2 separate regions of the Mus musculus genome follow, and region 2 is linked to region 1. The links are chromatin contacts, called in public HiChIP or PLAC-seq maps. All regions are on one chromosome and are shown on one strand. Each heading gives the region's core, a stretch centred on a gene start, on an enhancer-like site or on the middle of the called end of the contact. The rest is flanking DNA. Distances are from core to core; before and after follow the strand shown. Region 1 has its middle 47 kb from the start of Gm9725. Region 2 overlaps Inpp4b (inositol polyphosphate-4-phosphatase, type II).

Region 1 (3,436 bases), core at 6-2,505:
ATGAGAAGAGGCAGTCCATGGTTTTAAGGCATTTATTGTAGGCCGGCCATGGCCTTGTGGACAGAGAGGGTAAGGGAATGTGGAGAAAGAGGGAGCAAGAGGGCAAAAGTAAGAGAATAAGAGAGGGAGGAGGGGGCAAATAGACCTATCTGGCTGTTGCCAGGTAACCATGGGACGGAGCATACTGACTGTTGCCAGGTAACTGTGGTGAAGTCCAGACAGAATGCCAGGGGCTTAGGGCATTGTGCCCTACATGACTGATGGCCACAGACTTATGGAGCTGGGACCTGGTGTCTGGTAGCGTGGCAAACTTCCTTCCATCCCTTACAGAGTTATCTGCTGGGTCTCTGGGGTTTAAGCCTAGCTCAACCACAAAGCAGGCTTCCTTTCATGGTTCCACATTTCTCTTCATTCTTACGCCTCACATTTACCTGGGATAATTTGGACCCCTTACATTTCCATAGGACTTATGTCTGGCTTACCAGTATCCACCAAAGACAAGTCAGGGCAAAGTAGAAATAAAGCAAGGGGCAGGATAAAGAGGCTGTAGCAAAGAGCGGTGAACAGGGTGGGAATGAGAACACATGACATATGAATACTTTGGCTGGAAAAGAGTAACCCGAGACTGGAGGATGGCGAGATCCTGGAGAAGGTGAAGTATGAAGGGGTCAGCTGAAGCTGGTAGATATGAAAATGCCATAAGAAAATGAGAAAAGGAGGAAGACTTGCGTTAAATTATAAAACAGTGTGAATAGAACCATTGGCTGTCTGGTTTCCAGCTCACTCTGCCATGTTGAATTCCAGTGCTGCAGCCCCGAAGTCCTTTTCTCCCTGTGAGCACTTCCAGAACTTCTCCTTTCTACAAAAGCTATGCAGGCTTTGCAGACCGGTTCCTAAATAACTTTTAGTTTTTATTGCTAACCTGAATGGAATTTCTAGAGAGTGGGTGTTGGTGTGAAAGAGGAAGAAATATCTTACCCAGACAGCCACAAGAAAACATCAAGGTTTAAAACAGTAATTTACAACACCGTGTACTTCCTTCCGCTGGAGGAGTGGGACTGAGCAAAATCGTATGTATCCTTTTGGGCTTCATCCTCCCTCGTCTTCTCCGCAGGAGAAATGCTGGCTCACAGTGTCCTCTCCTGGGTTCAAACCTGTTTCCCAGTGTGAGGTAGCAAACTGCCCTGCACCATTCCCCGAGGGGGTTGTTATTCTAGGCTGCTGAGAAAGAACACTTGGTGCAAGCTACAGTTTTTTATACCCACAGCTGTTGTTTTTCAACAGACAAGTAAAAGTTGTACATTTATGGTCTACACGTGTGCATCGTGCAGTGGCTAAATTAATGTGCATTGTAATGCTTACTAACTTTTAATGGTGAAAATACCATTTACTCTCTTGCCAATTTTCAAATGTATGACAGAGTTTACAACCTTTCTACTCCTGCTAGAGAGGGTCTTTTTTATCATCATCGTTATTTTATTAGCAGAGTTTGATGTTTTAAGACTTCCTGTGTGAGACAATACAGCATGTATCTTTTTCTAGGCCTGCGTGTTTCACATAGAATACCCGCATGTCTCCATGTCTTCCTATGTGGTCATGAGTAGCTGTCCTATGAAAAGTTGACTTGCATTCTGTCAAGTGTGTGTTCCTGTCTTTTGCTCACTTCAGTTGAGCCAGTGTGGTGTTGACTATTGAGAATAAAAAGGCTGCGAGGAAAATGAGGGTCTGTATCTCTTCAGCACGCTCGCTCCCGCTGACAGCTGACAGCAGTGAGCTTGGGAAACCGTACGATAATTTTATCTTTTATTTCCTTTAAAGACATCCCATACTGCTCTCCTTAAAGGCTGAACTAATTTGGAATTCAGCAATCAACAATTTGGAAGAGTATCTCTTTTTTTTTTTTTCTTTCCATTTTTTATTAGGTATTTAGCTCATTTACATTTCCAATGCTATACCAAAAGTCCCCCATACCCACCCACCCCCACTCCCCTACCCGCCCACTCCCCCTTTTTGGCCCTGGCGTTCCCCTGTTCTGGGGCATATAAAGTTTGTGTGTCCAATGGGCCTCTCTTTCCAGTGATGGCCGACTAGGCCATCTTTTGATACATATGCAGCTAGAGTCAAGAGCTCCGGGGCACTGGTTAGTTCATAATGTTGATCCACCTATAGGGTTGCAGATCCCTTTAGCTCCTTGGGTACTTTCTCTAGCTCCTCCATTGGGAGCCCTGTGATCCATCCATTAGCTGACTGTGGGCATCCACTTCTGTGTTTGCTAGGCCCCGGCATAGTCTCACAAGAGACAGCTACATCTGGGTCCTTTCGATAAAATCTTGCTAGTGTATGCAATGGTGTCAGCGTTTGGATGCTGATTATGGGGTGGATCCCTGGATAAGGCAGTCTCTACATGGTCCACCTTTTAATCTCAGCTCCAAACTTTGTCTCTGTAACTCCTTCCAAGGGTGTTTTGTTCCCACTTCTAAGGAGGGGCATAGTGTCCACACTTCAGTCTTCATTTTTCTTGAGTTTCATGTGTTTAGGAAATTGTATCTTATATCTTGGGTATCCTAGGTTTTGGGCTAATATCCACTTATCAGTGAGTACATATTGTGTGAGTTCCTTTGTGAATGTGTTACCTCACTCAGGATGATGCCCTCCAGGTCCATCCATTTGGCTAGGAATTTCATAAATTCATTCTTTTTAATAGCTGAGTAGTACTCCATTGTGTAGATGTACCACATTTTCTGTATCCATTCCTCTGTTGAGGGGCATCTAGGTTCTTTCCAGCTTCTGGCTATTATAAATAATGCTGCTATGAACATAGTGGAGCATGTGTCCTTCTTACCAGTTGGGGCATCTTCTGGATATATGCCCAGGAGAGGTATTGCTGGATCCTCCGGTAGTACTATGTCCAATTTTCTGAGGAACCGCCAGACGGATTTCCAGAGTGGTTGTACAAGCCTGCAATCCCACCAACAATGGAGGAGTGTTCCTCTTTCTCCACATCCTCGCCAGCATCTGCTGTCACCTGAATTTTTGATCTTAGACATTCTGACTGGTGTGAGGTGGAATCTTAGGGTTGTTTTGATTTGCATTTCCCTGATGATTAAGGATGTTGAACATTTTTTCAGGTGCTTCTCTGCCATTCGGTATTCCTCAGGTGAGAATTCTTTGTTCAGTTCTGAGCCCCATTTTTTAATGGGGTTGTTTGATTTTCTGAAGTCCACCTTCTTGAGTTCTTTATATATGTTGGATATTAGTCCCCTATCTGATTTAGGATAGGTAAAGATCCTTTCCCAATCTGTTGGTGGTCTCTTTGTCTTATTGACGGTGTCTTTTGCCTTGCAGAAACTTTGGAGTTTCATTAGGTCCCATTTGTCAATTCTCGATCTTACAGCACAAGCCATTGCTGTTCTGTTCAGGAATTTTTCCCCTGTGC
Region 2 (3,629 bases), core at 265-2,764, 730 kb before region 1:
TCAAAGCCATCCATTGGACAGAGCACAGGGTCCCCATGAAGGAGCTAGAGAAAGGACCCAAGAAGCTGAAAGGGTTTTGCAGCCCTATAGGGGGAACAATATGAACTAACCAGTACCCCCAGAGCTCCTTGGAACTAAACCACCAATCAACGAAAACACATGGTGGAACTTGTGGCTTTAGCTGCATATGTAGCAGAGGATGGCCTAGTTGGTCATCAATGCAAGAAGAGGCCCTTGGTCCTGTGAAGATTCTATGCCCCAGTATAGGGGAATGCCAGGGCCAGGAAGCAGGAGTGAGTGGGTTGGGGAGCAGGGATCTGATAGGGGGTTTCTGGAGGGAAAACCAGGAAAGGGGATAACATTTGAAATGTAAATAAAGAAATTTAATAATAATAATAGTAATAATAATAATAATAAACGGAAGCAGACATGGAAGTGTACAGCAAGAAGGGAAGCAGACATGGAAGTGATCAATAAGAATGGAAGCAGACACTCCTTTCTTATGGGGTACTCAGTCCAGCTCTCCAGAGAGGGGTTTCCTTACTCTGCTTGGCCAAGCAATGTACTTCTCTTTCTTCTTGTCTGTTCAGTGACTCTGCTTGTAAAGGCTGCTTTGTGTGCTTATAAATTACAGGAATTCCTGCACAGCACAGTGGGAGACAATGGTCAAAGCCTAATCAAGTTGGTGAAAGTGTCACAAATACTTCCTCAGTGGCTCTTGGCAACTAGTGACAGGAAGACAACCAAAGAAAGTAAAAGCAGAGACATGAGCCCTTTCTCTTCTTTCCACAACATCAGAATTGACACGGGGGAAATTAAAGTTGCAATTATATTTGTATTGCTTATGCTGTATGAATATGTTAAGACATGTTTTGTATGTTATGAATACAAATTTTTATTTTAAAAATAAATTTTAATATATTCAATTAATATATGCACAATCTCATGTGTGCATATATTAGCACATGTATACACTATACTATACATTTTTCCAACCATATGTTTATGACTCACCAATATATCTTTTTCACATTTATTTAGTTTATGTATGTAGTAGTGATGCTTATATCATGGTCCATATATGAAAGTTGGAGGACAAATTATGGGAGTTGGTTCCCTCCTTTGACCATGTAGGACCTAGGGGTGGAACTCGGGCTCTTGAGCTTGGTGGTAAGAGCATTATCAGGCTTAGTCACCTTGCCTACTCCAATAAGTGGGAAAATTGGTATCCTATTTAAAATCCTAGTTAAATACTGAAACTCCTTTTGGGGGCTAATGGCACACAATAGACAGAAATCAAAAGAGGATAAAAAAGAAACAAAATAAAACAAATGTTTCTGCTTCTCTTCTTTATTCGTTTTCAATGAGATGGCTCTGAAAGTGTAAACTGATTTTATAACACCAATATCATCACAATCTGTCGTTGAGAGATGTTAGCAAGTGAGAGCTTCCAAGGTGCCCCTGTGTACTGGTGAGTGGAATTTCCTGCCGGAAGCCGTTTCTCACAGCAGTCATGCGCTCAGTTGTGCATGGCAGCTTTTGCTGACAAGCAGCCTATTGAGTTATGAATGTGCTGTCTGGGAAATCCATAGCATCGTGTCTCCCCATCACTCAGGTAATTAAACTTTATCACTCCACTTTAGAGAGTCCCTGTACACTGAATCACTAATGCTCAGAGCTCTACCCAAAAACACATACTAATAATTTAAAAGTGGAGTTAGGAGAGATGGCTCATTGGTAAAGTAGATGCTACAGGAGCATGGGGACCTGAGTGCAGATCCCCAGGACTCATGCCTGTGTGAGGATTCATGACTGTAAGCCCAGTGGAGAAGATCCAACAGGCAGATAACCGCACCCATCTGAGAGGCCAGAATGAGAGGCCAGAATGGATATGCGTCAGGTTCAGTGAGCAACTTTCAAATCACAAAGGGGTAAAGACACTAGACATTGGCTTCTGGCATCCACAAGCTCACACACACACACACACACACACACACACACACACACACACACACACACACACACACACACCACTACTTCTACTACTAAATACTAAATTATGTTAAGCATAATACTTTAATATTTTATGAATGTGGTGCAACTGTGAACATTTTAACATTATCCTTCAAAAGTTTGAGGGTATTAAGTAGGGCTTACAGTAGCATATTTATCATTAAATTGTCAAGGCTGAAAACACTAGCATTGCTATATATAATACAGCATCTCTAATTGGCAAGTGTGTGTTAGCCTCTAGGGGGAGCTCCAGGCTCTTCTCCTCCCTGTTCCTGAAGTAAGGACAGGGCAGAGAGAGGAGGAGGGAGAGAGGGGGAAGTTTGACCTGACTGGTCAGATGTTATGACACTGTAGGGACTGTGTTTGCAGGACTGGGCCTTTCAGTGGCCTTAAGAAGTCAATCTAGCAACTATGGCTCACAGACTCCATTCCTTCCATGTAGCAACCATACCTAACCAGCACCCCATATTACCCCCATTCTCTGTCCCTGTCTCTCTCTAGTACACACACACACACACACACACACACACACACACACACACACACACACACACACACACACAGAGAGAGAAAGAGAGAGAGAGAGAGAGAGAGAGAGAGAGAGAGAGAGAGAGAGAGAGAGAGACTTTGGGTGTTTCTGGTGAACTGGCCATGGTATTTAAACACACTAGCTCTAATTCTTTCTCAATTAGTATATTATGATATGTGAACATCATAGAATATCATTTTGCATGCATTTTCTTACTCTCAAAATCCCACTTTCTTTGATATATGGTTTCTGATGTGTCCCTAAGTACAGAGCTCTGTGCATCTTTATTTGCAACAATTTATTGTCAATGAAATTTCTTTCCAAATCAACTTGTATTTAATAAGTCAAGTCATTTCTCTACTATGTGATTTAATTAGTGTATTGTAGCTAAGGTCACAGAACAAAACCTAAATGCTACAGCAAGCATATAAAAATTCAAGAAAGATGCATTTGATTTTTCAAAATCCCCAAACCACCCAAATAGAAATCTCACCAGTGAAGTCCCATCTGCTAAATGTACTCTGGCATGTTGTTCACCATGGGCCACAAGCACATGTTGTTCACCATGGGCCACAAGCTCCCTCGGAGCTGTGGGGTTTGGTCTCAGCAAATATGGACACTGATTCTTACACCTACCAACTCATAGGGTGCTTAGACACCTTGCATAAATCATTGTCCTTCTGAGCCAGCTGCATATCTTCTTGCATATATTCTATGTGGTAATTAGGCACATATTTGGAAGGCACAGCGCATCCTTGCAAAAAAAAAAAGGAACAGGACTTTCAAAACAAACACAAACACTCACACACACACACACACACACACACACACACACACACACACACACAGGATTCCTTGTCTCTGTCTTGCACCTGGTGAGTTCTCATATATTATTATTTATATATTTGTATGCATGTGTGTGCATGCGTGCATGTGTGTGCATGTGTGTATATGTGTGGATGTGTATACATATGTGTATATGTGGGGATGTGTGTACATGTGTGTATATATGGAATGTATGTGCATATCTGTATATGTGTGGGTATGTGTGCATGTATGTATATGTGTGCATATGTGTATATGTGTG

Evidence for each region. HiChIP or PLAC-seq counts read pairs in DNA pulled down with a chosen protein or histone mark.
Region 2: a contact with region 1 is called in a RAD21 HiChIP or PLAC-seq map of pro-B cells, with 10 times the contacts expected there. The contact joins two enhancer-like sites. A contact is called at or near these places in 1 of 15 datasets of contacts at CTCF or cohesin (pro-B cells) and 1 of 115 datasets of contacts at active chromatin or transcription factors (large pre-B cells).

What each region holds. Positions count from the first base shown.
Region 1 is chr8:81,077,835-81,081,270 of GRCm38.p6, reverse strand. No RefSeq gene overlaps it. Among named protein-coding and RNA genes, the nearest start is that of Gm9725, 47 kb to the right of the region's middle. Within about 2 kb of position 1,255, at least 24 of the 459 cell types and tissues checked have an H3K27ac peak or open chromatin away from gene starts, as enhancers often do. A contact at or near this core is called in pro-B cells, where this site is marked.
Region 2 is chr8:81,805,651-81,809,279 of GRCm38.p6, reverse strand. The region is part of intron 7 of Inpp4b (inositol polyphosphate-4-phosphatase, type II); the gene reads right to left. Among named protein-coding and RNA genes, the nearest start is that of Gm25267, 350 kb to the left of the region's middle. Within about 2 kb of position 1,514, at least 36 of the 459 cell types and tissues checked have an H3K27ac peak or open chromatin away from gene starts, as enhancers often do. A contact at or near this core is called in pro-B cells, where this site is marked.